Regions from separate parts of the Mus musculus genome. Here regions 2, 3 and 4 are each linked to region 1. The links are chromatin contacts, called in public HiChIP or PLAC-seq and promoter capture Hi-C maps. All regions are on one chromosome and are shown on one strand. Each heading gives the region's core, a stretch centred on a gene start, on an enhancer-like site or on the middle of the called end of the contact. The rest is flanking DNA. Distances are from core to core; before and after follow the strand shown. Region 1 overlaps Fam193a (family with sequence homology 193, member A). Region 2 holds the start of Mfsd10 (major facilitator superfamily domain containing 10). Region 3 overlaps Add1 (adducin 1 (alpha)). Region 4 holds the start of Cfap99 (cilia and flagella associated protein 99).

The links. Promoter capture Hi-C pulls out the DNA fragments that hold promoters and counts their contacts. HiChIP or PLAC-seq counts read pairs in DNA pulled down with a chosen protein or histone mark.
Region 2: a contact with region 1 is called in a promoter capture Hi-C map of embryonic stem cells, with 2.4 times the contacts expected there. The contact joins the promoter of Mfsd10 here to the enhancer-like site in region 1. A contact is called at or near these places in 19 of 39 promoter capture datasets (the 3T3-L1 cell line, 3T3-L1-derived adipocytes, the C10 cell line and 12 more), 2 of 15 datasets of contacts at CTCF or cohesin (large pre-B cells and pro-B cells), 6 of 484 Hi-C or Micro-C datasets (bone marrow-derived macrophages, cerebellum, cortical neurons and 2 more), 6 of 115 datasets of contacts at active chromatin or transcription factors (astrocytes, bone marrow-derived dendritic cells, bone marrow-derived macrophages and 3 more) and 3 of 9 other capture datasets (adipose tissue, liver and macrophages).
Region 3: an H3K27ac HiChIP or PLAC-seq map of embryonic stem cells shows a contact between it and region 1, with 7 read pairs. The contact joins two enhancer-like sites. A contact is called at or near these places in 1 of 15 datasets of contacts at CTCF or cohesin (the NIH/3T3 cell line), 1 of 484 Hi-C or Micro-C datasets (nephron progenitors), 1 of 115 datasets of contacts at active chromatin or transcription factors (embryonic stem cells) and 3 of 9 other capture datasets (adipose tissue, liver and pancreatic islet).
Region 4: a contact with region 1 is called in an H3K27ac HiChIP or PLAC-seq map of embryonic stem cells, with 6 read pairs. The contact joins the promoter of Cfap99 here to the enhancer-like site in region 1. A contact is called at or near these places in 5 of 484 Hi-C or Micro-C datasets (bone marrow-derived macrophages, cerebellum, cumulus cells and 2 more), 2 of 115 datasets of contacts at active chromatin or transcription factors (bone marrow-derived macrophages and embryonic stem cells) and 1 of 9 other capture datasets (adipose tissue).

The regions. Positions count from the first base shown.
Region 1 is chr5:34,435,681-34,442,575 of GRCm38.p6, forward strand. It overlaps Fam193a (family with sequence homology 193, member A), which reads left to right. Exons shown (of 21, transcript NM_001243123.1): 7 at 771-918; 8 at 3,631-3,708; 9 at 4,441-4,553; 10 at 4,668-4,910. Among named protein-coding and RNA genes, the nearest start is that of Fam193a, 69 kb to the left of the region's middle. Within about 2 kb of position 4,286, at least 7 of the 459 cell types and tissues checked have an H3K27ac peak or open chromatin away from gene starts, as enhancers often do. A contact at or near this core is called in embryonic stem cells, where this site is marked.
Region 2 is chr5:34,633,225-34,640,119 of GRCm38.p6, forward strand. It overlaps Mfsd10 (major facilitator superfamily domain containing 10), which reads right to left and starts at 3,988. Exons shown (of 13, transcript NM_026660.3): 1 at 3,703-3,988; 2 at 3,370-3,559; 3 at 3,186-3,282; 4 at 2,797-2,900; 5 at 2,385-2,543; 6 at 2,146-2,307; 7 at 1,827-1,935; 8 at 1,627-1,738; 9 at 1,367-1,475; 10 at 1,199-1,289; 11 at 1,069-1,116; 12 at 907-996; 13 at 422-790. The coding sequence starts at 3,543. The coding sequence ends at 675. It overlaps Nop14 (NOP14 nucleolar protein), which reads right to left. Exons shown (of 18, transcript NM_029278.2): 16 at 5,961-6,079; 17 at 5,667-5,822; 18 at 5,312-5,427. The coding sequence ends at 5,328.
Region 3 is chr5:34,590,608-34,597,502 of GRCm38.p6, forward strand. All of the region lies in intron 1 of Add1 (adducin 1 (alpha)), which reads left to right. Among named protein-coding and RNA genes, the nearest start is that of Mir7036b, 20 kb to the left of the region's middle. Within about 2 kb of position 2,989, at least 6 of the 459 cell types and tissues checked have an H3K27ac peak or open chromatin away from gene starts, as enhancers often do. A contact at or near this core is called in embryonic stem cells, where this site is marked.
Region 4 is chr5:34,285,432-34,292,326 of GRCm38.p6, forward strand. It overlaps Cfap99 (cilia and flagella associated protein 99), which reads left to right and starts at 3,234. Exons shown (of 16, transcript NM_001370805.1): 1 at 3,234-3,329. Zfyve28 (zinc finger, FYVE domain containing 28) reads right to left here and starts at 2,893. Exons shown (of 13, transcript NM_001015039.1): 1 at 2,668-2,893. The coding sequence starts at 2,706.

The DNA.
Region 1 (6,895 bases), core at 3,036-5,535:
AAAGGAAAAGACTTTGGCAACTATTTCTGTTCATTCTTACCTGTGAAATTGTTTTGACTAAAAATGATTTTGTTATTTTTTTTCATTATTAAATCACTAGGTTGTTATAGATAGAATCATGAGGTGGCAGGCAGTGTAAGTAACTTTGTGTTTCTTACACATATTTTTAGGTATTTATGCACAACATATTTTTAGACATGCTTTGGTCATAACAATTAATTATGTGTATGAGTACACTGTAGCTGTCTTCAGACACACCAGAAAAGAGCATTGGGTCTTATTACAGATGGTTGTGAACCACCATATGGTTGCTAGGAATTGAACTCAGGACCTCTGGAACAGTCAGTGCTCTTAACCACTGAGCTATCTCTCCAGCCCCCTGGTCATACCTTTTTAAAGCATGAATATATTTCCACTTCAAAACATATGTGTATAATTGTACGATTTATATGTTTTGTATTTGTCATTAAACATTTTGTTTTCTCTGGGTCAGTGTATATTAATAAGAAATGTGTATACAGCTCCATATGTTGTAACCTTAGTATTTTTAGGATTCCTGCTAGTTTCTTTCAGCAGGTGCTGTTATTTATTTGAACATCTCCTTTATATGTGGTTCTGTTCAGAGTGTGTACATAATCTTTAAGACTTGCTGTGGTATGTTTTGTGACAGGAGGTGATAAAGTTAGACAATAGCAACAGGCAGCCAAGATTCTTTTGTTTGGCCAGGAACTTCTGAGCTCTTCCTTTGTGATAGGCCTTCTCCCTCCTAGGCTAGGAACCACCACACACGACACCTGCACTGAAGACATGTACAGCACCTTGCTGCAGAGGTACCAGCGTTCTGAGGAAGAGTTGCGCAAAGTTGCTGAGGAGTGGCTGGAGTGTCAGAAGAGGATCGATGCCTATGTGGATGAGCAGGTAAATGCTGCCCTTGAGGCACAGCCTGCATTCTGGGGCCTATGTGCTAAGTTGCTAGCTACAGTCTGAGTTGCAGAGCTCCCATCAGGGGCTTTTGGTATGCCCTAGTGAAAATTATACAACATCACAGACCTCTAATCTGACTATTATTGTGTGGCAGCAACAATTAGGTCCTCAAAAAGATTGTACCCACTGTCTCTGTGTTCTGATAGAGGACCTTAGAAAGTTTCCAGGCCTTTCAGATCCAGCAGCCATTTATCAATCATGTTATTATTCAGTGCCCATTCTCTCTTCATCCAGAACTGTCCAGTAGAGAACAGACAGACATCCAGGTAGCTCATAAGGGCAGAGGATAGCAGGACAAGTGGGATACATCTTCTGAAGATGGACCTGAAATGGGTATACCAAGTGGCCACCCTATCTCAGGGGGCACCAGACATGTTGTTGAGATGGTATGTCTGCCACTGATCCAGCCCCTTTTCCTTTCTAGAGCTTCTGATGAAGCAAGAACGGCTTTAGGTTTCAAAGGTTCTGTTTTAAAGATACTAATATGAAGAGTAATAAAGGAGAAATGGCAGCCCAGTGTTGTTTGTGCAAGACAGCTTGTAAACAGATAGGAGCATATGTTTGGGGTTGAGATATAAGCTAGTCCCACATAAATCTCGGGATCATTATGCCATTTAGATACTGGTTGAGTCCTTTATTCTCTTTGTCTGCTGCTAAGTTGTTGGAAAGAGGGTTTCTAGTTTAGAACTTGTAAAAACACTCTCTGTTAATAACTTTGGCCCTCATGGTAACACTGGACTAGTCCCACTTTTCCATGCTAGATGTAAACTTGTGATCCTCTTCCCTCTGCCTCCTGAGTGCTAGTGTTAATAGCCTTGTGGCTTAAATATCCAGCTGAAAGGGAAGAGGCTGCAGTCTAGGTGTGATTCCCTTGACTTTTACTGTGCTTTGGTCGTAGCACAGCACACGGCTGGAGGTCATGATAGAGAAAGTCCTTAGGGCTCCAGAAAGCAGAGAGAAAGAGTTTGGGTTCTAATATTACATTTCCTGGTTATGCCCCAGTAACCTAACTTCTACTGGAAGCCACCTCTTATAAGGTTCCTTCACCTTCCAGTGTTACTCAGCACATGGACCTTATGCGGACAGTCAAGAACTTGTGAAAACTCTCCCTGTTTATGATTGTAGGTGGCTGGAGAGATGTCTCAGCAGTTGACAGCATTGGCTGCTTTTTCAGAGAACCTAGGTTCAATTCCCATTATTTACATGACAACTTATAGCCATTTATAACTCCAGTTTCAGGCAATCTAACACACTCTTCTGGTGTTTGTGGGCACCAAGCGTGCATGTGGTACACAGACATACATGCTAGCAGTACACTGATACACATAAAATAATACATTATTTAAAAAAAAAAAGAGAGAGAGAGAACTAAACTATAGCACTAGCCTGTACCTGGCTAACTCTTGTCATCATAGTGAATAATACATAGAAGGGGAAGAGGAGCTAGATGTATACAAAGTACAACTGAATTAGTAACATAAATAGGAGCGCTTGCTTCTGTGCCCATTCAAGTCAGCTAAGGTTTCAAACTACAAAGGGACTCTAAACTCAAGAGATCCTTGAGCGCACAATATGTCATAGGAAAGGTATGCTGTAGCCATGTGTGCTGAAGCTAAGACCACATAGGATGGCTCCTGTCACTTGTAAAGGGTTACCACCTATAATAATGTGGGTTTGCCTTTCACACTCTACTGGACAGCGGTAGAAGGGATCTAGTGTGTTGTAGGCACTCTATACGTCAGACAAGCATGTGGAATACTGAAAAATTTCTGAAGAGGGCATAGGAAAGTTGTTTGCAACAGTGCCCATAATAATAGCAGGTGGTGTCTGCTTTGCACCCCCACAGTCCCTCAGTTCTGACTGAGAAGCTGCTGCAGATCTCTGCTCTCGGGAATTTGAAAGGAGTATATGTTGACCTGTACATGCCTTAGTTCTTGGGATGGGAAATGTGCCATAAGAGTTGGCAGACATTTGAAATTCCTTCAATAGTCTGTTTCAGGTTTTCTTCTCAAACTGCATTGTTTTGTACTTCATGTTTTTACTTTTAATTTATTTTATGATGTTGTTATTATTGACATTATATAGCTGAAGGGTAATAGGGCCAGTGTTCTCAGAGCTAATGTTCTCAGGACTAGGAAGGTCTTGCACATGGGTGGAGTCCTCAAACAGGTTGTGGCAAGCATTTACTTCCTTCTGCAAAGAATGTACCCTGATCTCCAAGCTCTGGAGCTCTTGAGGTTTTCCACATGAGGAGAGTACTGAAGATAAAGTGTCAGGCCGAAGGCTGAAATGTGATAGCTCATTGTTTTGTATATAGTTCATTGTTTTGTATTGCACTCCTGTTTTGATTTTATCATTTAAAAGAATCTTCCTTGAGAGTGTTCTTTTTTTTTTTTTGCTTTTAAAGATTTATTTTATGTATATGAGTACACTGTAGCTCTCTTCAGACACACCAAAAGAGGGCTCCCATTCCAGATGGTTGTGAGCCATCATGTGGTTGCTGGGAATTGAACTCAGGACCTCTGGAAGAGCAGTCAGTGCTCTTAATTACTGAGCCATCTCTCTAGCCCATGAGTGTTCTGTGTAGTTACTACGAAGGTTTTTGGTTTGTTTGTTTCTATGTGTGTTTTTATATCTCCTTTCTAGATGACAATGAAAACCAAACAGCGCATGTTAACAGAAGACTGGGAGATTTTTAAACAAAGGAGATTAATTGAAGAACAGGTAAGATTGACAGGAGAGGCATGTAAATGACTGTACAGAACAAGTGTCACCTTAGTATCTAGGCATTCTCTTTGTTACAGAATACCAATGAAGACCATTGGCATCTCCTGCCAGTATAAAAGTCATTAAACATAGTGATTTTAACTTTCAGATAAACTGATTGCATATACTTGCCATATGTAGTCTTTCGTTTTTGTATATTGAAAAGAATAATCTTGGTAGGAATTGTGAGAACTGGTACAAGGACCCATATTCCCTGAACTTTTTGTTGGTGCCAGTTAGCCAATTGCATCAGATTGAAGTTGAGCTCCCGCCCACCAGTGGGATGAGTCGGAGGCCCCTTTGCCTGGGTGTGCCAATAGGCTCAGTTGGGTTTTGGTATACCCTTCTCCCTTTGGAATCCGACTGCTTATTTGTCAGTTGAGTTTAGGTGTTACTTCCTAGATAGCTCTCAGGTCCAATCTTCTCCAGTAGAGAAGTGTCTAGCAAGTACTGAGCATCCAGAGCAGACCTACCTTCTGGTTATCTGCAAAAATGCACGAGGTGTGTATCTGGCCAAGACCAGAACACCAAGTGGGTTCCCTGCCCTGCAGATTCCAGGGCTACTCCCTTGTTTTTGTTTTGTCCTTCTACAAAATGTGGGCCTCTGGGTTTGTAAATGGTTACTGTTAAAAGTTAAAATGGAGAAAGTGTCTTGTAAATTTAAGCCATTGTTTGGTAAATTTCCTCTAGTTGACTAATAAGAAAGTGGTTACTGGAGAGAACAACTTCACAGATACCAGGAGGCACATGTTGTCATCTCGGTTGAGCATGCCTGACTGTCCCAACTGCAACTACAGGCGAAGGTGAGCTGGGCTGCCTGGGTGCTACTGGCCTTCACCCTGCACTAATACAAGCAGAGGTTTGAACCCAACCTTCAGAGTTGGCTTTCTTGGTAACTGTCCTTAATTCTTGATCAGATGTGCTTGTGATGACTGCAGCCTCTCACACATCCTTACTTGTGGTATCATGGACACCCCGGTCACTGATGACATCCACATTCACCAGCTACCACTCCAAGTGGATTCTGCTCCCGACTATCTGTCTGAGATGCGCCCACCTAGTGTGTCATCAGCAAGCTCAGGGTCAGGTTCCAGCTCTCCCATCACAATTCAGCAACATCCTAGACTCATCCTCACAGACAATGGCTCTGCACCAACTTTGTAAGTTGTGACTTTATAATAGTTTCAGAAATTTATCCAATGATGAGAAATCTAGACATCAGTCTAAATACAATCACCATTGCAGTGCTTTTTATTAAAAAACAAAACAAAACAAAACTTTTCAGTGTGTTAAGCACCTGTTGAATCATGAAATTTGTAAACCCAAACTGATGCTGTTTTATTACCTGAAAAAAAAAATTCAGTAAATTTATAATTGCCAGTTGGTATGCAGGGAAATGTCTCCGCAGTTCTGGTCTCATCTTCTCAGTCTGTCTGAGGTGGCCAGTGGCTGTTCATCCTCTTCATTGTCAGCCCAGAGTCATGCTCGTTCCATGTCTTGCTAAGAATTCAGATCACTTTAGCAAGCAATTGAAAGTTTGTGTTTTCTGTACTCCCACATTATAAAGAAGTGCATTTCATATTAGCAAAGGGGCTGAAAACTCAGTTGTGACCCTGTTGCTTGCAGAGGCTTCATACACTAATTTGCACATGTGTATAACTTTTTTTCTTCCTTTCCTGTCCTTTCCTTACCTTCTTTTTTTCTCTCCTTCCTTCCTTCCTTCCTTCCTTCCTTCCTTCCTTCCTTCCTTCCTTCCTTCCTTCCTTCCTTCCTTCCTCTTTTTTTCTCTTCCTTTTTGTTTGTTTTTTTCAAGACAGGATTTTTCTAAGTTATTCTGGCTGTCCTAGAACTCACTCTGTAGACTAGACTAACCTCAAACTAGAGATCCACCTGTCTCTGTCTTCTGAGTGCATATTCCACCACATTGGGCTGTGTGAAGTTTCTCTTCCCCTCCCCCCTTCATCCAAATGTTGCCCCGTCCCTTCCAGTCTCCCCCTGTATTCTGTTTCTTAAGTGAAGTCAGTTGAATATGCAACCATCACTAGTCCTTTGTAGGTGCTCATGAGGGATTGCTGACTGTATCTGGCTGCACTTGATCCTCAGAGTCTTCCAACAATAGAGATGCTCATCACACATTTCAGTTGGATTTGTCATGGTGCTGCTTAGGTTTTCCTCTTTCAGAGTTATTCCTAGTCTTTCAGGTCTCAATTTTTATGGTACTGGGGATAGAATTCAGGGATTCATACATGCTGAACAACTATTTTACCACTGAGTCTTTTCCCCAACTCCAAATCTAAAATAATTCTAAAGGCCTTGGGTTGAAGTCCATGGTTGACTCTTCATTCGGCAGAGTTCTGCTGCTTCTGCTCTCAGGCCTTAGGCATTTTAAGGAGTTTTGTCTCCTAGCTATTGTAGCTTCTAACTGAGGCATATGGAAGTTTACCAGACAGATGAATCCATTGAAAATTGAAGTTAGATAAATGCAAATGTATCGCACTGTCTCACTCACTGTCATAACTGCCAATATCAGTTGTAAGCTCTGATGTGTTATCAGTAGTGGCACTTGGGCTATAGGAGCCTTCTGCCTGGGTGGAACTGCCCACTGTTGGTCTGGGCAGCTCATGTCTAGGCCCCAACAACTTGTGGTTAGTGTCTTCCAAGTAGTCAACCTCTGTGACTTGAAAATCTATGTGACCCTTAGTGTGCATTGTCGTTCATGGTGCTGTTTTCTAAACAGATGAAATGGCAGCATCATTTTAGTCAGTGCAGTGCAGTGCACTCTGGGTCTTTCTGGAGTGGAGAGGCCTCCAGCTGTCATGTGTGCCAGGTATGAGTTGGTCACTTCATTTCAGAATCAGTTTCCCCATTGGTAAACACTATGGCAGTGATAACACTGCAGGAATGCTGTGCTGGCCAGCACACACACTCCCTTCCTGGTGGGTGCTTATTTCTTCTGTTGGTGAGCTCAAGGTTTTTGTATAGTGCGTCAAAGACTCAGGAGGCAGGGCAGGTGGATTTCTGTGAGTTCAATGCCTGATCTACATAGTGAGTTCTAAGACAACCAGGGCTATGTCAAAAGACCCCTCAACAAAACAAACAAAACAAAAAGAGCACAATGACTTAGTAATACTGGGCCTTTTCTTAG
Region 2 (6,895 bases), core at 2,738-5,237, 200 kb after region 1:
TGATGGGGAGGAGCTTGGTAGGCCTCACCCCTCTTCCCATTAGAAGTTAAGGTTGGGCTAGAGAGTAAGAGCACTGACTGCTCTTTCATAGGTTCTGAGTTCAATTCCCAGCAACCACATAGTGAATCACAACCATCTGGAATGGGATCCAATGCCCTCTTCTGGTGTGTCTGAGGAGAGTGACAGTGTATTCATATTAAAAAAAAAGGTTAAGGTTGCTGTGGGAGGGGAGTCATTCACTGCAGTGATGTGGCCCACACTCCAGTAAATAGCCCCACCCTATACCCACACTAACTAAATTCCAGTGGGCCACCAAAACAGAGGGGAGGGGGTTGTTAGAAAGTGGTTCTTCAATGGGGTAGTTATATTACCATATAACACTTAGTACACAACTGTCAAAGAATAGTAAGACGGAAAGGCACTTGGTACAAAATAGCTGCTTTATTTGGTCATTCAGAAGAATAAGATATAAAAAAAATTCTGGAAGCCTAAAAGGTTTTGGAGTAAGAAAAGGGTGTAGCTGCCCAGGCTTCCTGCTGGGTTGCCATCCAGAGAGAGGAGGGGCGTGGCGAGCCTCCCTGGGCCCGGTGGGAGGAGTGTGCTAGGAGCTGAGTGGTCTGGGCCCAGGTTCCCACCTGGCAGCCAGACAGCTGGGGTTGGGTGTGGCAGCTCAGCTACTCCTCCTTGGAAGTCTCTGCTGGATGCTTCAGCTTCCACAGGAGTAGGAAGGGGAGCAGAAAGAGGGCCGAGCACACAGTGAAGCAGACCTGGGCCCCAGTCAGCCAGTACACTGTGGAGAGACAGGTGCCCACCCAGGCTTCACAGTCCCGTTCCTGCACCCCCCCACCCCCCCAGGCACAGAGCAGGCAGCTGGGGAAGGCTGCAGGAGGAAGTGCTAGCACTTACCTGAGGCAGCCACCACCGGCCCCAACGCCCTGCCTAGGGCGCCTAGGCTCCGCAGTATGCCCATGATTGTGCCTTTTTGCCCTGGAGAACCTGAAGGGAGAGGACTTGTCAGATGTCTGTCAGCTCTCCTACCCTGCATAGCCTTTTGGGGAGGACTCTCACCATAACTGGAGACCATGGTGGACAGACCAGGCACCACAACAGCAGCAGCTGGTGAGAGAGTATGGGAGGCACTTGTTAGCCTAGGAGAGGCACGAGGATGTCTACCCCAGCTCTGGCAGAGCCCACTCACCAAAGGAGTAGAGCATCAGTCCCAAGCCCAACGTAGGCAGCGAGTGTGCCCAGCCAATTAAGAGGAAGGCTGGTACTAGCAGCAGCATTGCCTAGGGAAGACAGAAGTCTCAGGACTGGGTTTCCAGCCTGCCTGGAGTGCTCACTGTAGAGGAAGTAAGTCCCTTACCCTCGTCACAGCTGCAGCTTCCTTGCCAGGGCTGATCCGCCGGGCGTAGGTGCCCTGTATGGTGGCCATGGTGAGGCCGATGAAGAAAAACATCTTGCCCTGCTGCAGGCTAGGAGGTGGAGGGTGAGCGCCCAGCCCCCTAGGCCACCAACTGCCTGGGGGATGGGCAAGGCCACCAGCCAGAGTGCTGGGAGGGGTACCACAAAGGCTTCCTGGACCTGGGGTCTGAGAACCTCGAAGCCACTAATATGGAGACCTACCTGCTGAACTGGAAGCGCTGATGTGCCAGGAAGCTGAGTGTGTACTCCAGGCCTGAGAACAGGAAGAGGTAGAGGAAGTAGACAAGACCCAAACGGCGTAAGTTTCTGAGTCCTGCAAGTCAACACAGACCACAGGTTGATCGTTGTTCATGCTGGTTGGTCAAGACTCTGAGAGCTCAGTCCGGGGTAAGCCTCCTTACTGTGCTCAGCAGGCGGGTCCTGACTGTGAGTGACAGCCGCAAAGCGAAGCAGGGCCAGGGGGCTGAGCAGGTGGGCAGCAGTGTGGAAGCCCAGGGTGACAGAAGATGCCTGTGGGAGAAAGCGAGGGCTGGCCAGGAGGCTGGGAGCACACAGCCTGGCAGCTTAGGGACCAGGACCTGTCAGATCCCAGAAACCCAAGAGGTGTTGTGATGTTAGCAGCTTGAGGGCAGGCCAGTCTCCCCTGCCAATGGTACAGATAAGAAAGGAAACCCCTTCCAACCCTCAGGAGCCCTCACCCCTCCGGGGACCCGGGCCTACCCGCTTTTCCTGGGGCAGTGTCTCTGGCAAGAAACAGAAGATGAACAACATGTCGGAGATGGCAAAAAGTAGGCTGATCCAGGGCACCATTTCCACAGACAGGAATGCTCCCAGCATGGGACCCAGAGTAAAGGCCAAGGAGAAGGCTACCCCGATGACTGCCTAGGGAAAAGACCTGAGCTAGGCATGGAGTCTGAAGCCCAGACATCAATCCCCGTTCCCTAGGTCTGTTCACTCACCATGCCTTGGCTGCGGGTTGGAGGTGAGCCCAGGTCAGCGACAATGGCTGTGGAGAGGTTAACGTTCCCCTTGCTGATGCCTCCGATCACCCTGGAGGCCAAGAAGGCCTTAAAGCTCCGAGAGGTAGCCCACACTGCATAGGAGATGGCCAAACCTGTCTGCCAATGGGTGGAGGCCAAGTGGCAGGATCGGTCACTTCAGGCCAGGAAGCACCCAGAGCAAGGCAGGCAAGCATATAACCCTCAGACCCGGGCCACTTGTGTCCCTGTACTTTCCTTAGGTGTATTTAGCTTGGTGTAACACCAGGGGCCAGAAGATCCCTCTAGAAGGGATGGGAGCCCACTGTTGGCAGGGGAGCCCCACAGCTGCATTCTCCCCTCTGCCTGTTGACAGCTGGCTCCAGAGGCTTACCAGGGACAACATCATCACTGGGCGCCTCCCCAGGTAATCAGAGGCAGCTCCTGTGAGTGGTGCGGAGAAGAACTGCAGGAGGGAGAAGGCCGAGCCGATGAGACCTGAGAGACAGAGGATCAGTCCTAGAGTGTTGACCACACTTAGCCCTATATTCACAGGCCATCGACTGAAGCTCGGGTGGCCTCAGTTTAAAAAAAAAAGCCAACCAAAAACAAAAAGACAAAACAAAACAACCCCCTCCCCCAAACAACAACAACAACAAAACCAACCCACACCTTTCAGTTAAAGGAGGCAGGAACCCAGGGAGGATGATTGACCAAGAGCCTAGGCAGAACTAGCTCTCCAAAAAAAGGTTGTGGGCCCCAGCATGGCACACAGCGACATACCTCCGAACAGGACACTGTTGTACCTCTTTTCCGCTGGCATCCCGATGGCTGAAGCAAACCAGTCTACCCCACGCTGCCAGGAGCCATAGAGGGGGTCCTGGGTAAAGAGGAAAGTAACTCCAGCTGGATAAATCTGTGATAGGCTAGGCATGGGGAGAGCTCCCGCCTTGGGGGAGGGGCTTACTTGTTCGCGGCCGTGTCTCTCCAGCAGCCCAGGCAGCAGAGGCAGCAACAGCGTGAACGCCAGGAGGTCGAGTAGCAGGCCGAGGAAGAGCACGATGATCACGCGACGCTCGGACGCGGGCCGAGGCCGTATAGGCGGACGAGGCGTACAGCCCGCATCCCCTGCCCAGCCCATGGTGGAAGCTCCGACCCTGCTGGGGGAAGGAGGGTGTGGTGATGACGGCCCCGTTTACCTGACAATTGAAAGCTGAATTTGCAGGTTCTTGCCAGACAAAACGGAAGTGGTTCCAATGCGGTCCTGGCACACCCTTCAAGGCCCGACTCCCTTACCAACCTAGGGCAGCAGTAAGCTCAGGGCCGCAGTGGTCAGGGCGCCCCCTGTTGTGAAGCGGGTAACGGGGAGAAGACGGGAATCCCTGGTTGGGGAGTCGTAGGCGCCCTGAGCTCCTGTTCGTGTACCACTTCGGCCTCCTCACACGATATCGAAACCTTTGCTTCCCACCTACCCAGCTGGGACCTGTGCACACGTGCCGCAGCTCCAGGCGGGGACAAACGGGTGGATGAACAGGGAACCTCCCTGGATAGCAGCCACACCCCGGAGGCTTCGGAACAGGCACCTCCTCTTCCGGGAGGCCGTGCTGTGGCGGGAACTGGGTTTGGAGTCTCCCAGCAGCCAAGTATAGAGAAGGCTTGCAGGCTTCCAGATGCATTAGAAGCAAGCGGTGAAGTTCTGAAGAGCTAAGTGTATGTAAGAGACAGCTTGTCTGTGCAGTTCAGTCTCCTTGGTACCTATATATCTTTCTTTTGAATCAGGGTCTCATGTAGCCACGGTTGACCTTGAATTCCTGACCCTCCTACTTTAGCTTACTCTAAACCATGCTGGAGTTGGGGATGGTGATGCCCACCTCTAGTACCAGCACTCGGTGGAGACAGAAAGAACAGGATTCAGGATTTAGTCATCCTCAATCAACTCTGAAGTATGAGAACAGCTGGAGCAAAGACTCATCTTTTAGATAGATGAACCACTAAAGTCCTATCCCTTCAGTGCTGTTAACCTGTTGGAGCCATACAGTCCACACTGACTCTTTCCCAGAGGACAACACCGGATGCACTCGAGTGATAGGCTCTTCTAGCTGGATTGTGTTCCCCTTCTGACGACACAGGACAGTATCTGGAGGCTCTATAAACTTTTCCTTGGCATGTTCCTCCTCATAGATTGCTCAATCTATGCCCAGTATCAGATTTGGCCACCCTGCTTCTTGCTGCAGTTGGCTACACAGAGCCATTGTACGGCAGAGCCCTGTGGCTAATTCAGGCGTGGAGGAAGCTGGGGCTGGATGGTAGCCTAGCTGGTGCGTGTGTCAGGCCCAGGCCCCTCGTGGGTCATGCAGCCTCTGTCCCAGAAGAATCACAGGGAGAGGTGACAAGGTGAGTACTGTTGGTAGATGTAGCCCCTGTAAGCCAAGCTGCTGAGCCCAATCTCCCTTCAGGGTTGTTCTTGACCAGCACTTTCTGAGCTGCAGGATGCCCACAGCCATTCATTCTGTGCTCCAACAGTGGCTTCACCACATCCAAAACGCAACTCCTACTCAGCACCACCAACCCTCGCACAAGATCTCACACCTCAGAGCCATAGCAGGTGACAAGGGCCAGGCTGGACGTAAGGATTCAGTCCTGTTCTGTCATGTGTGATAGGTGATCTGATAAGTGTGTGGGAAGGCGACTTCACTGTAAAACGTATATAATGTACTTACCCACACTATGACAGCTTGTCAGTTTTATGGACAACTGCCTAAATGTCATTCTGTGTGTGGCTATCATCTAACAGTGCAGAGCTCTCACAGACATCCCCAACCTGTGTCTGAGCATGGCAGGGAGATGGGACCCCACACTCCACAATGAACCCCCAGAACCCTTCATTACAACACACCACACAGCCTTGCTACATTACAAGACAATTTATTTTTTGAACTTTTTCCTCTTAAGAGCCTTCCATTCACCTTCTTGCGTGGCCAGGCTATTAAAAAGCTGTTTTACTTTACGCTTTCTTTCTGCATCCCTAAAGAGAAAGAGAAAAAAGCAAGTGTTAATCTTGCATCAGTTCTCAGGTATTTTGCTTTCTTCAGTTTGAACACTAACAGTTCAGAACCACACATGCATGGCTCTACCCTCAGTCCTGCAAAGGCTGCCAAGTATATCGCTCACCATACTCCCCAGTGCTGAGAAAAACCAGCGGCCTATGAGTGTGGTGTCACACCACAGCGGTGCCCTAGTCCCGTACACACAGTTCCTCCTCACCTTTCCATGATTTCTGAGAGCTGCATCCTGGCCAGGAACTGATTGTCCTTTCGGATCTCTCGGACGGCGCCTTTAAATTCCCGCTTGTGTTTGTGGATTAGTCTTTTCCTTTCCTGTTCTTCTTTACTGCTGCCTTGTTTCCGTCCAAACTCAAGCCTAAAGTTAGAATCAAAAAGGCTATAGAGGTGAGCTGACTGCCGACTGCAATGTCTCCTGTCCCAGGCTGAAGCAGGTGCATCGCCCACCTCTAGCCTACAGACAGTCCTGGCCTCCACAGGGTCCCCCAGCACTCACACTTTGACTAGCCGGGGGGTGAACTGCTTCAGTGGGACGGGCTTGCTCTTCTCACACACCAGCGGGCGGCAGTGCTGCTTCTGGCCTTCCATTGCTGACAGTATGCTTTGAGCCAGCTCCTAAGGAACATGTAAAGGCATGGTTAAGAGGTCTCCTAGAGGCCATACTTGCCACTGCCTACTCTACACCCACTGGGCCGTGTCAGGTGCAGCTTGGCTGCATTGCCATCCTCTATATAGGGAACAGCAATGCAATTAGGACGAGCAGATGGTTCAGCATATAAGGTCTCCTGCCACCAAGCCTGAGTTCAATCTCTGGAAACTAAATTTCAAAGGCATTGCCCTCTGACCTCCATACATATGCCAATGCATAAATAACCCCACACCCAGAGAGAAAGCTGTAAATGAAAGAGCTTGTGTCCAGAGAGTAGCATATGGCCTTTCTGCAGGGACACACTGGCAAGGCACCATCAGCACAATTGGGATTAAAGCACATAAGACCACCTTCCCTGCCTAGGTGACCTGCAGTGTGTGGAGGCAGCTGTTAGAGCAGCATGATGCTGTCAGGCAGAACAGGATTCCTGCTCAAACACAGCTAAGACACGTCTCGCTAAAGCTGTGGCTTCCAGGGAAGCCTGTAGAAGCCAGCTCACTGATGTTGGTCTGTCCCTTCCCCTCACACAGATGTGCTCTGGATCCCAATTTGCTTGCCTCCCTGCACCCATTGTATATAGTCTTGGTCCATCTAAATGTCATGTGAGAACTGAGAAACTACAAGCTCCATAACCCTAACTGGCCAGCCTAAATCTGTAGGACCAGGGATCCCTTTAAAAAGAAGGGACAACCACAGTCATGTCCACAGTGATTGTTTGAGGAGGTGCTAGTGACTCAGTACAGTCAAGGAATGGCTTGCTCCAGACTTGGGGGACTCAGCAA
Region 3 (6,895 bases), core at 1,739-4,238, 150 kb after region 1:
AGAATTTGGGACACCTTTAACCCTAACAATCCTACCCTCTGGCATTAATTTTCTATATAGAGTGAAACAAGATGCTTAACTCTTTCTTAGTTTATTTGCTCTTTTACCACAACATAAGAGAAATGTATTAATCAAAAAGTCATAATGTACTTGACTAATACATTCTCATACTCTGGAACAAGTTATTCTCATGGGTCTTTTGTTTGTCTGTCTGCCTAGAGGCTGTTCTGAACACAAGCCACCTGGCCATGGCCCCAGTCACCCAAGACTGTGGGGCTCAGCAGGGAAGGGCTTGCAGTGCGCGGATGGCGACTGGGGTGGGATCCCTGGACCTCACATAAGGTAGAAAGGATGACAGACATACAGTACTGTGGCTCTCTCCGCATCTGCTGATGTCATTATAGCACAGTGTCTTTGTTTGTTATACACTTGCTCTAATGATTATTATTTTATTGTCTAAGTGGTATTTTATTTTTAAATTACTTTTATAAATTAACTTTAAATTGTATATATAACACTTACACAGTTGCCCCCTGTCTGCTCAGCTCCTTACACTTCTGTCATTTTCAGTTTCTTGCGGATTTTTTATTTATGCAAATATAAATGAGTTTTTACTTACCCCTCACATATACCATCTATATTGATTTCTGTATCTTTCTTTTTTCATTTAACAATACATCCTTATTTTGTGAAGACACCTGTACATTTATAGTTACTTGGTAGCATAAAGACTTAAACAAACCTCTAATAGCCTATGTGGTGACTTTTCAAAGAGCATACTTTTGACAGTTTCACTTAAGCTTATGTTTGTGATTTTAAATGCTTCTTGCCTAGATCAAAAGAGGAACCCTGTCTCTGTCTGTTCTCAGGCTTCAGGGCTAACACAGCAGCACTCGCAGCCTTTGCGTGTGCAGAACACTGAGCCATTCTCCCAGCATTCAGTCTTGGGCTCTTCTCAGTCCTTCAAGTCCTAGCTTTTACTTCAGAGCTTTCTTTTGTCTTATTCTTCGCAACTAATTACTTCACAGTGTGGAACATTCAGACCTTTGATTCTGGGGGAAGCGGGGAGTGCTTCTTTACTTGTATTCTTGCCAGACTTCTCCACTTAGCCCTCCCCTCAGAAAAATAATTAAAAGGACAGACCAAATTTTTACTTAGCAACCTTCCCTTGTGGAATGTCCTTCAGAAAGTGTTTGGGAGTGGGGTGCAGTTCAGCAGAGGCGTATTGGCTGATTACCCTTGAAGACCTGTGGTGTTTGATTCTCAGCACCAAAGGGGAAGGAATGAGGCAGGGCAAATTTTGTTTCAGGAAACAGTACATTTTGAAGGATTTTTATAATGTCAGCAAAACTATTACAGTAGTTGAGAAAGCCTAATGTGGTAGGGTGGGCCTTTTATTTATTTATTTTTAAAATTTTTTATTAGATATTTTCTTCATTTACATTTCAAATGCTATCCTGAAAGTCCCCTATATCCTCCCCCTGCCCTGCTCCCCTACCCACCCACTCCCACTTCTTGGCCCTGGTACTGGGTCAAGTTATATAAAGTTTGCAAGACCAAGGGGTCTTTCTTCCCAATGATGGCTGACTAGGCCATCTTCTGCTACATATGCAGCTAGAGACACGAGTTCTGGGGGTACTGGTTAGTTCATATTGTTGTTCCACTTATCCGGTTGCAGACCCCTTCGGCTCCTTGGGTACTTTCTCTAGCTCCTCCACTGGGGGGCCTGTGTTCCATAGAGTGGGCCTTTTATCCTACTACTTTGGAGAGAGTGGCAGACAGATCTCTGAGTTCCAGGCCAGCCAGAGCTAGATGATAAAAACCTGTCTTTAAAAAAAAAAAAAAAAAAAAAAAAGCCAGGCAGTGGTGGCACAGGCCTTTAATCCCAGCACTAGCACTCAGGCGGGTCTCTGTGAGTTCGAGGCCAGCCTGGTCTACAGAGAGAGTTCCAGGACAGCCAGGGCTACACAAGAAGCCCCCAACCCCCAGTTATAGTAGTTGAATCCAGTGAAGAAGCAAAAATAGGAAAGGCAGTTGGCACTGTTGCAGTATAATGTTAAATTTCGACTTCTTTTCCTCTAATATATATATATTTTTAAATTATGTGTATGGTTTCTGTACCAGGTCCGGGCACGTGATCCCTGGATCTGGGCTTAGCAGTGGTTGTGAGTCTCCCAACTGCTGGGAATGCAGGCCTCATCTCCAGCCCCATCGACTGGTGCAGGGAAGGCGTTGAACAGTGTCTGGCCTCAAGCTCACTGGAGTCTTGCTTCTACTTCCTGAGTGCTGAGGTCACAGGAGTGTATCACCATGCTTGCTGTTTCAGCCACCAGGGACCCTCATGGTGCTTGGCTCAGAATATGAGACTTGGTACAGACGCTGGTGAATATGCTCATTAGACACTAGTCTAGACTTCTCTCATATTCTCCTAGACTACAGACTGCTCTCTTTTTTGTACAATGATCTTCTGTGTTTCTTTCCCTCCCTCCCATCATCATCATCATTTTATTTTTTTAACTATGTAGCTCAGGTTGGCCTTGAACTCTTTTTTAAAGATATTTTATTTATTTTATGTATATGAGTACACACTGTAGCTGTTCAGTTGGTTGTGAGCCTTCATGTGGTTGTTGGGATCTGAATTTAGGACCTCTGCTCGCTCCAGTCAATCCTGCTCGCTCAGGTCCGCCCCACTCAATCAGTCCCTGTTCGCTCCAGCTCAAAGATTTATTCTTTACATAAATAAGAACACTGTAGCTATGGCGTCAGATCTCATTGCGGGTGGTTGTGAGCCACCATGTGATGAACTCAGAACCTTTGGAAAAGCAGTCAGTGCGTTTACCTGCTGAGCCATCTCACCAGTCCCTGGCCTTGAACTCTTGATCCTTTTGTCTGAGTCACTGGAATGAGTGGAATTTCTTAAAACCTTCTGTTTTAGAACATTTGGATGGATATGTGCGCCTGGCCATGTGAAGATAATGGATATCAACTTCAGTGGAATTAAAACAAACAGAACAAAGACCCTTTATGTACTTCTGACTGTCCTGGAACACTACTGTATGTAGACCAGGCTGACCTTGAACACGAAGATCTGCCTGCCTCTGCCTCCTGAGTGCTGGCATTAAAGAAATGCATCACTGCTCCTGCCTAAATTAATTAATTAATTAACTATATATTCTGTCTTTTTGAGACAGGGTTTCTCTGTGTATCTTTGGCTATCCTGGGACTTACTCTGTTGACAAGGTTGGCTTCAAACTCAAAGAGACCTGGCTGCCTCTGTGTCTAAGATCTAGGATTAAAGGCGTTTTTTTTTTTTTGTTTTTTTGTTGTTTTTTTTTTTTTTTTAAAGAAAATTTGGTACAAAGTAGTGATGTGAAATAATTTTTGTACCTCCTTAAGCCTCATTGTCTAGCTACCTTCTCGCAGGCAGTAATGGCTCATGCCTCTAATTTCAGCATCCAAGAGGCAGAGTCAGGCCTTGAGTTCGAGGCCATCCTGGTCTATAAAGCACATTCCAGGACAGCCAGGGCTACACAAAGAAACCCTCTTTTGAAAATCCACCCCCCAAACAAACAAACAACCAAACAAAAAACCCGAACAGTTATTTTCTTAGTCTGTCATGTCCCAGGAAGTGGAGAGATGTTGCCGAACCAGACAGAAAGCCTGAAGTGTGTGCTTGTGCTTCCTGAATTTGAATCTGGCTGCCTGGGCCTCAGTACAGTAGATGAGCATGGCATTTGGAATTAGTGCTCTTGAGTCAGTTCTGAGTTCAGTGATTTGTTATTGAGTCCTCTGACAAAAGTTAGTGTGTGGCAGGCCTGGGAAGGTGATTCAGCAGGACCTGGATTTGATTCTCAGTATCCATCCACATGGTGGCTCACAGTCATCTGTGACTCCAGCTCCAGGGGATCCAGTACCCTCTTCTGGACTCCAAAGGCACTAGGCACATACATGGTGCACAGACATATATGCAGACAAACATTCATACACATAGAAAACCTCAGGGTGTTTTTCCATCTGTAAATAGAGACACCTTACAGGGGTGCTGGACTTAACTGTGGTGGTTTTCTGATGCTGGACCTGCAGAATTTGTGCGCAGGTCACTCTTTGGGATCTCTTGTGTTTCTCCTTTTATTCTTTGCTAGGCTTAAGGAAAATTTGGGGGGTGGGGTTGAAGGGTGAGGTCTGTGTCTCTGACATATATACAGGCTTTTAGCATCATTCTGGCCTGTGGCCGAGAGTCTGTGTCAGCTACCAGAAGGCAGGATGGCGGGCGAGGGGTGAGGAGTGCTTACTTCCATACCGACCCTGATTGTCACGGGTTTGGTTTTTTACTTAACTACATTTTCAATGGCAAGCAGTAGCTGTCATCTCAGTAACACATTGCAGAATTGGTTGATGCTGTAATTAAAGCAACAGAGCAATATAATTATATATAAAAAATAAAATGTAGGTTATGCATTTACTTTGGCCATCAAATAAAGCATTTTGGTTTTTTTTTTTTGGTTTTTTGAGACAGGGTTTCTCTGTATAGCCCTGGCTGTCCTGGAACTCATTTTGTAGACCAGGCTGGCCTCGAACTCAGAAATCCACCTGCCTCTGCCTCCCAAGTGCTGGGATTAAAGGCTTGCGCCACCACCACCCGGCAAATAAAGCATTTTGAATGAGAAATGAAAAATAATGTGTAGAAAATTTAAGCTGGGAAGCTGTTAATTCATTTATCATAAGGGATCATAGGGCCTACACAAGTAATCCGTTCCTGGAATGTATTGCTTTTATTTCTAATTTGTATTTTGGGAGTCTGTTTTCTCACTTGAGCTTTCTTGAAATAGGACCGTGAGCAGTGTGCATTGTTGGGAGGAAGGAATTCTGGAGCCAGACCCCCTGAGTTTAGACCAACCTTGTACAGGGAAGGACGAGTTCATTCATGTAAAATTTATCAGGGTGTGGTGCGTGGTCAGCAGTGTTAATTTAGAAGGCTCTTTTGAGCAGTTTTCATCAGTAAGAGAATACCTAGAAATGATCCAATCAGATTAATAAACAGCTTTATTGAACTCAGGTTCTTAGCAGCCTGAGGATTTTAAGAACCTCCAGTGAGTGAGTCTGCCTGCTTTTCTTTCTTTCTTTCTTTCTTTCTTTCTTTCTTTCTTTCTTTCTTTCTTTCTTTCTTTCTTTCTTTCTTTCTTTCTGTGTAATGGAGAATTGCATTGCTAGAAAGGAATACAAATCTTGAGATATTGTAGCTTATCATTTTGTTTGGGGGAAGCAATTTGTGCTTGCTTACTTCAGTAGAGAATAGGGATTCCCGTTTATTGATTGGCAGCATCTCTTTGAGCAAACCTCTCCATGTTTTTGTGTTTCTCAGAGTCATTAATTTGTCTAGGTCTCCTGAGCTGTGCCATCTAAGGTTCTAGGTGGGTTCTCACCACGTTGCACGATTTTAGCCCTTTGCTTGGGTAGTGTCAGTCCTGGTTCCTCCAAGATTGTTTAAAATCTTGACATCCATTCCAGCAAAGGCCCCACCTTCCAGTTGATTATGTTTTAAGATGCAGCTGTAATTTGAATGCAGAGAAGTCCTCATAGATCCCTTTTCCAAGAAAAGTTTGTTGTGGGTTAGAGAAATGGCTTATTGTTTAACATGACCCAGTATGGTTCCCAGTACCCACATTGTGACTTATAACCATTTGTAACTCCAGTTCCAGTGGATCTGGAGCCCTCTTCTGACCTCCATGGGCATCAGGCATGCACAAGGTGCACACATATACATGCAGACAAAATACATACACATAAAGTTGTTTTTTTTCGAGGCAAGATTTCTCTGTGTAGCCCTGGCTGTCCTGGAACTTGCTTTGTAGACGAGGCTGGCTTTGAATTTACAGAGATCTGCCTGCCTCTGTCTTCCAAGTGCTGGCATTAGAGGTGTGTGTCACTACCTTCTGGTCAAAATAAATCTTAAAAAAAAAAAAAAAACAATCCTGTTGTCCCTTGTAGCAGCATTCACTGAAGAACAAAGTCTTGTTTTGATTTTCTTTTCTTTTTCCTTTTTTTTGAGACAAGGTTTCTCTGTGTGGCTCTGGCTGTCCTGGAACTTGCTCTGTAGACCAGGCTGGCTTTGAACTCAGAGATCCACCTGCTTTTGCTGGGATTAAAAGTGTGAGCCACTGCCTGACCAAGAACAAAGTCTTAATTGAGGCCTTGGTGTATAAGAAATGCTTTCCAAGTGTTCATTTAAAAAATTAGCTAGAAATGTATTTCCTCTGTTCTTCCCTGGGCCTGTTAAGCAGCAAGTATTTTTACAGAGGCTCTGGCCTTGTTGGAAGGTTGCTACAAGGGAAGTAAGAATAACATGCTTTATACAGGAGACCTTGAGCCAGGCTACACAGAACATTTGAAATGACTCTTGGGGTTGATTGAGGCCTGGAATGTTTAGGAGGGAGAGAAGAATCCATCTAATTCATGAACATCTTGTGGAGGATATTCATATGTAGTAGCACAGGACTGTAATCTTGGTACTTGGGATGTGGTGATGGGAAAATGGTGAATATGAGGCCATCCTGGGTTACATAACAAGACCCTGCTTCAGAAAACCAAAACAACAAAATGCATTGAGCACCTGCTGGATGCTTGACAGCTTGCTCCCTTACTGTGCTATCTCTTTTCTTTAGAGCCCCTCACCAGGTGGCAAACACTTCCTCAGTGAGCCTCTGCTGTTGATCCCTCTCTACAACTTATGGGGTGTATAACAAAGTACTGTAACCAGGGGCCTGGTCCACGGCAGTGAACCACCTCACAGCTCTGGGGGCTGGGGGATCAGGGTGCATGGGGTTGATGGGTTCTCAGGCTGTGAGGGAATATTCACCCCAGATCTTCCTCTGCTCTTGGATTGCTGGAAGTTGCT
Region 4 (6,895 bases), core at 1,984-4,483, 150 kb before region 1:
TGGCCACAGGGCATCAGCTCTGGAGACAGTCATGGCCAGAGCAAGATCTCAGACAGAGATATGGCTCAAGTCCAGAGGTCAAGGACAGTAACAGACAGCTTATTGAGAAATGACAATGAGGAAGAGGACAGCTGCAGGGGGGGGGGGTCTAACCTATCTCTTCCCTTCTAAAAAGTACATGGCTTTGGGCTGAATCACCCAAAGTTACCAACTCAGCTCTCCACTTGCCATGGTCTGTACCTAGAAAGCAATCTACTGCTCAACAGGGAACGTTATGGACATGATACTTAACTTTGGGGCACAACAAAGGAAGACCACTGTGAATTAACTGTGAGTGATAACCAATGGTTAAGTAGGCACTGCTCCTTCCTTTCAAACAGTTAAGGAGGGTCACAGAACACACCTTTCCTACTGTAGCACTGCTGGAATGGCACCTGGACGCCCCAGCGCCCCACAAGCATTCTGTCTTAGTCAGGGTTTCTATTCCTGCACAAACATCATGACAAAGAAGCAGTTGGGGAGGAAAGGGTTTATTCAGCTTACACTTCCATACTGCTGTTCATCACCAAGGAAGTCAGGACTGGAACTCAAGCAGGTCAGGAAGCAGGAGCTGATGCAGAGGCCATGGAGGGATGTTCTTTACTGGCTTGCTTCCTCTGGCTTGCTCAGCCTGCTCTCTAGTAGAGCCCAAGACTACCTGCCTAGAGATTGGGGGGGGGGGGGCGCACAAGGGGCCTTTTCCCCTTGATCACTAATTGAGAAAATGCCTTACAGCCTTACAGTTGGATCTCATGGAGGCATTTCCTCAACTGAAGTCCTTTCTCTGTGATAATTCCAGCTATGTCAAGTTGACACAAAACTAGCCGGTACACATTCTGAGAAGCATTCTGAGAGACAGGGACGTAGCTCGGGCATGCAAACACTCCCACCTGCTCCCCTGACATTTGTTATTGAAAAAGTAAATCCCACCTCTGCAATGACTTTTTCAGTACTGAACTTGTGTTGTTGTTGTTGTTGTTGTTGTTGTCGTTTGGTTTTGTTTTTCTTGTGCTAAAAATTCACTCAATTGGGGCGGGGGGCACTCCTTGTGCAGATAAGCAGAGCAGGAGCTGCTGCAGCCGCTAGCAGACCCACTAACCATCAGCAGGCAGGACTGTGCACATTGAAGGGATTGCAGCAAAGAGAGTGCCAGACGCCTAGGGCGTGGCTAAGGGCAAGCAAGACTCAAACCACACCCATCGCAAGGGTCGCAAGGGTTCCCCACACACAACCCCACCCCCCAGTATATTTGCCCACAACCAGGAAGACAGGAGCACGAGCCGCTGCTGCACCAGCGCACAAGACTCCAGAATACCTTCTGTCCAGTCCGAGGCTGATCAAAGGCAGCCCCATGCTTTGTAAGCCTTCACCCCAACATTCTCTAACCTAAGGAAAAACTTCCCGACCTCGGCAGACAAAAACTGTAACAGATTCAGATCCCTGAAAGTCCCCTAAACCTCAAATGCCAGTCTTCCAAACAGACCAGCTGTCTCTCCAGAATACTCGCCCCACTCCGAGAGACCATTCACAGAGTCTGGGACAGAAACCCTAAATCAAGAAATGTGGCTAGTCACGGCGGGAGAGCGGTCAGTTCCTTGGGTGGGCCAAAGAGAAGGAGGCCTCTGACTTCGGAGATACCAGCACGCAGCCGCTGCACTGCTCCCGCCCTTAGTCTTTGCAGTGACCCCACCCAGGTCGTGACCCTCTGAAGACCTCCAGCGTTGGCGTCCCCAGACTCCGCCAACCCCCAACACGCAGCTTTGGACGCCGCAGCTGCGTCCTGGATCTTCGCTGGATCCTAGCTTTGCATCGCCCAGCTGCGAACAGAGCGCACCGGGTCCGGCTCCGGGCTGCCAGCCCCAGGCAGGCAGCGGGACGCAGCGCCCGCAGTGCGACTGGCACGGCTGCCGGGGCGCGCCGCCTGGACCCGAACTGGCTGGTGAATCGCACCTCCGGCCCACTGAAGCTTCAAGCTCCACGAGCCTCACCCCGCGACTGGGCAGAGGACTGGTCGGAGATCCAAAAGGGTGCAGGCGGCTACCGGAACAGGATAGAGATGAGAACTGGACCAAGATCCAATTACTCCGTTTTGGGATAGAGGACCAGACCGCGGCGTGAGGGACCTCTAAGATACGGGAAGAAAGAGTCTGACCAAAGCCTAAGGTTGGAGAAAGGGGAATGAAACGGTCGGTTCCCAAGTGCGAAGGGAGGGTGGGAGACCCACTATCCTAGGACAGAATAATTGTGTTGCGAAAAGATGAAGGAGCATCAGCGGTGAGGCTAGAGGGAACCAAGAGAAGTAGGGGCTCTGAGCACGCAGGCTGGGACCGCTGGGTGCGAGCTGGAGCCAGCCCATCTAGTATCCAGACGAGGAGAAACATGACAGTACACCCAGGCCCGAAAGAAAGAGCCCCGTCTGGTACTGGAAAAGAGCAGTCAATGCGCGCCAGGTACATGGTCTGTCCAAGTCGCGGAATGCAGGGAAAGGGCATCCCATGAACTGGAGAAAGAAATTCATACAGGGCCAAGGAAACGAGGTCTATCTATCAAGGAGGGACCTGCAGGATAAGGGATCTGGAGGGGGGAAAGCGCGACGCCGGGACATGGTCCGCAGCTGGAGCCGCTCACCTTGGGTTTGTACAGCCACTTTCGGAATCTGTTCATCATCGCCGCGCCGGCCCGAGCCACGCTCCGGGCGGCCCTCGCCCTCTGCAGCGCTGCGCCCGGGTCCGGCTGCGGCGCGGGGTGGACACGCAGGCAGGGCCGGGACCTGCTTGAGCAAGCAGATCGTGTGCGCGGCGCCTAGCGCCGAGCAGCTGGCTGCAGGTGCGCGGGGCAGGTGCGCGGCCGGAAGGATGCTCAGCAAGCGGCGCGCGGCCGACCCAAACCCGCGAGCGGGCGGGCGCGCGGAAAGGCGCGGGCACAGGGCGCGCGGTGCTTCACGGCTTAAGAGCACCCAGCGCCTCCGCCGGTCACGACCGCACATGCGCCGGAGGCGCCGCACGCCCCCGGCCCGCTGCAAGTGGTGGATGGGGCGAGCCCGGCGAGGCCGCCAATCCCCGCCCAACGCCACGCCGTACCCCACCCGGGACGCGCACCAAGGGAGGGAGGCTCAGGACTACAGGTCCCGGCGCCCACCGCGGGCAGGGCCTGCGCGGCGTTGCTAGGTGACGGCGCCCAAACGATGCCTAGGCGATCTGCGGGTACCGGAGCTGGCCAGTGAACGCTCCCGCCCGCGGCGCCTGGACAGACTACGAGGTTAAAGCCAAGGAAGGCCAAGAGGCCCGCAGGTAGGCAGGCAGGTTAAGGTGAGGGGCCGCCACAGGGAGCCAGGCACAGCCCATCCTCTTCTCCCTAACTCGTTTTCTCCAGTTCTCCAATCTTTGCCTATTTTCTGGCCTTAGCGAGCTACCTTTGCGCTTTTCTTCCCACCTCCAAAAATAAAAGTAGGGTGTTTTCCACCACCTCCAATCAATCTCTCTCTCTCCCTCCCTCTCCCTCCCTCCCTCCCTCCCTCCCTCCCTCCCTCTCTCCCTCTCTCCCTCTCTCCCTCTCTCTCTCTCTCTGTTAACAGGTGACCCAGATGACTACCTCTTAATACAGTGTGTGTACCCTAGCAGTTCCTGCATCTTCCCTTAGCCCCTCAGCCCTGGACCTGCTTTGTAGCTCCCTTCTTACTCCTTGGAAGCTGCTCTCCACCCATTTCTATGTAGTTCCAGGCAGCTACGTGGTTTTAAAAACATTTTTTCCCTCCAGCCTAAATGCTTGAATTCAGATGTTTGCCTGTTCTTCACTATTTGTACAACTAACAGATCACCTTAGAGTCAACATGTCCACAACTGTATACTCTCTCAGTCATAAAAACTGCTTGTGGGGCTGGGAAGATAGCTCAATCAGTGACGTGTTTGCCTAATTAGTGGAAGAAGGTTCAGCATGCCAGAACTCACTGGAAAAACAAAAACAAAAACAAAAACCCTAGGCATGGACTGGAGAGATAGCACGGTGATTAAGAGCAGTGGGTGCTCTTGGCAAGGCCCCAGATTCAGTCACCAGCACCTCCATGGCTGCTCACAACTTTCTGTAACTCCACCTCCAAATAATCAAACCCCTCTTCTGGACTTCATGGGCCCTGCATGCATGTGATGCACATACATACATGCAGGCAAATACACATAAACATAAGAAATAAATATATTTTTGTAAAAAAGGCCAGGCATTATGACATTTACAATCGCTGCACTTCAGAGGCTAAGAAGATGGACCCACGGGGTTCACTAGTCAATGTAGCCTATTGCCTAGTTGGTGAGCACCACAATAATGGGAAACTCTGCCCAAAACACAAGGTGGAGCTGGGCGTGGCGGCGCACGCCTTTAATCCCAGCACTTGGGAGGCAGAGGCAGGCAGATTTCTGAGTTTGAGGCCATCCTGGTCTACAAAGTGAGTTCCAGGACAGCCAGGGCTACACTACGGTCATTTTCTGGCCGCCCCATGGAAGTGCACACACTTACATATGCACCCATATATACACGCACATAAAAATAAGTAAAAAAATTTTAAAAGAAAACTAAAAGCAGCTCTTCCCAAAGCCATCATCTTCTCCAAGTGAAGACGTTGAGCAGACACATGAATTCATGTCCAGTAGTAAGTAGATTAATAAATTATCTGGTGTCTGTTCACCCTTGGCCAACTCCAAAGCCTGGGGCTATTACTGTGCAGAAGCTGTTTCTATGCTTCATATTGGAAGTTGTGCCCAAGATAAAGGCTGAGCCCAAGGAGGTAGGTATATCAGGATCAGGCTTAACTATAGGCAGAAAGATCCCAGCATGACAGATTTGTTCACATTCAAGAGATGTGTGCAGGGCTGGTGAGATGGCTCAGCGGGTAAGAGCACTGACTACTCTTTTGAAGGTTCTGAGTTCAAAACCCAACAACCACATGGTGGCTCACAACCACCCGTAATGAGATCTGATGCCCTCTTCTGGTGTGTCTGAAGTCAGCTACAGTGTACTTACATATAAATCTTTAAAAAAGAGAGAGAGATGTGTGCAGAGGTAATTCTGGACATGCAACAGGAACCAGCTTTCTGGCTACCATCCTTGACCTGTTTACTGAGGATTCAGGATGGCTGCACTGGTTCTAGCCATCGCCTCCTAAGCCCATGAACCTACTGGAAAAGAGAAGAAAGAGATGTCCTACACTTCAGGCTAATGCTCCCACAGTTTATTCTCTAGTACTTCTGAGAGATGGAAGAACTTGTACACACGACCATAGCCAGCTTTCAAGGAGGCTGAGAAATGTCACTGACCGGTTGGGTAACAATAGGCCCAAGTGAGAGTCAGGCTTTGTAGTTCAGGAGGGAAGAGAAAGCTGCAAGGAGTGGCTTCATAGCCTGTTGTAGAAATTTTTAATTCCAACCTGGGGTTTCTACACAGTCTTTGACCATTTAGTTCATGGATAAAAGACACAACCTTTATATTTACAATAAGCCTTAAACAGCACAACAGCTGAGCAGATACCTACCTTATATGCAATTAGAATCTACTTTCCTATTGATAACCCCAAATTATTACTTACTACTTACTATGTTTCATCTGGGCTGCTCTTAACTTCAATTGGCCAGCCCTCGAGGCCAGCTCATCTAAACCTATGGTGGCTTCTCCTTCCTCCTGCACCTTCTTCTTCTCATGGTTCTTCTCCAATCCCAAGCCCAGAAAATCTAAACCCCACCGATGTCTCTTCTGCTCAGCTATTAGCTATTGGCATCTTTATATACCAATCAGAAATAGCCTGGGGGCAGGGTCACTTAGGTCTATGTGCAGACTCCTGGTCTTTCCCCTCCCCCAACACTTAACATTGTGATACACAGTAAAAGACAAAACCTCAACAGTAGCCGCCACACTTAGCAGAGCAGCTTTAGTTGTGGGGAAAGAGGGTGCTTTCACTAACATATGTTTGATATGGCCTAAGCTGTTGAAGTGGATTGCATCTGATAGAAACGAACCCTCCTTGCTTGCTTCAGCCTGCCTTCCAGGTTACCTCAAGGGCCAGACCATTGAGCCCTGATTCGAGAATGGAGTTAAAGAGCCATATTTAAAGGTAATCAATCCACTTAGGAGTTAGATCTCAATTCTCACCCGCAAACTAAATAATACTGAGATACTTGAGATGTGGCTCAGTATTGGACCAATTACCCAGTGTAGGAGATGCTGTGGGTTCTGTCTCTTGCACTAAAAGCAAGTAAACAGACAATTATTTTAAGTAAAGCTGAGTCTGGCTGTGGATATGTGGGCCTGTGATCCCAGCACTGAGGAAGCAGAGGCAGGAGGATGGAGATTTTGAAGCCAGACTCCACTACATATCAAGACCACCTTCCCCAAAACAAAAATAAACAAGAAAAAAATTAAACCAAAACTTAGTGTAGAGTTGAGGTGCTCGAAGCATGCTTCAGAGTTGGCTGAGCCCATGCCTGTTCTCCAGTCGCAGATATGATTGTTTTTCTCAAACTTTAGGTGAATTTCAGAGGGGATTCAGAGTCTATCCACCCTCACAAAGCACCTGCTCTTTGCCCAGGTGTGGGGCAAGGCAGCCTCCACCACACAGTGAGCAGAGGGTCAGGCTGGCTCCTGGGAGCTCCCTCCCACCTTCAGGTTGGTTCTTTGGTCCATTCCATTTGGATCCTCTACCAAGGTCAACTCTAGACCTGGGAGGGCTTGAATTAATTCCTTCCATCCTCCCTGACTCAGGTCAGCCTCGGGCACTTGACCCACCCTTTTTGCAGAGACACACAGGCTCCATAGCAGGGGAGCAGGAAGCAGTCTTTGCTCCCTGGCACCCTGGGCAACACATCCACATCAA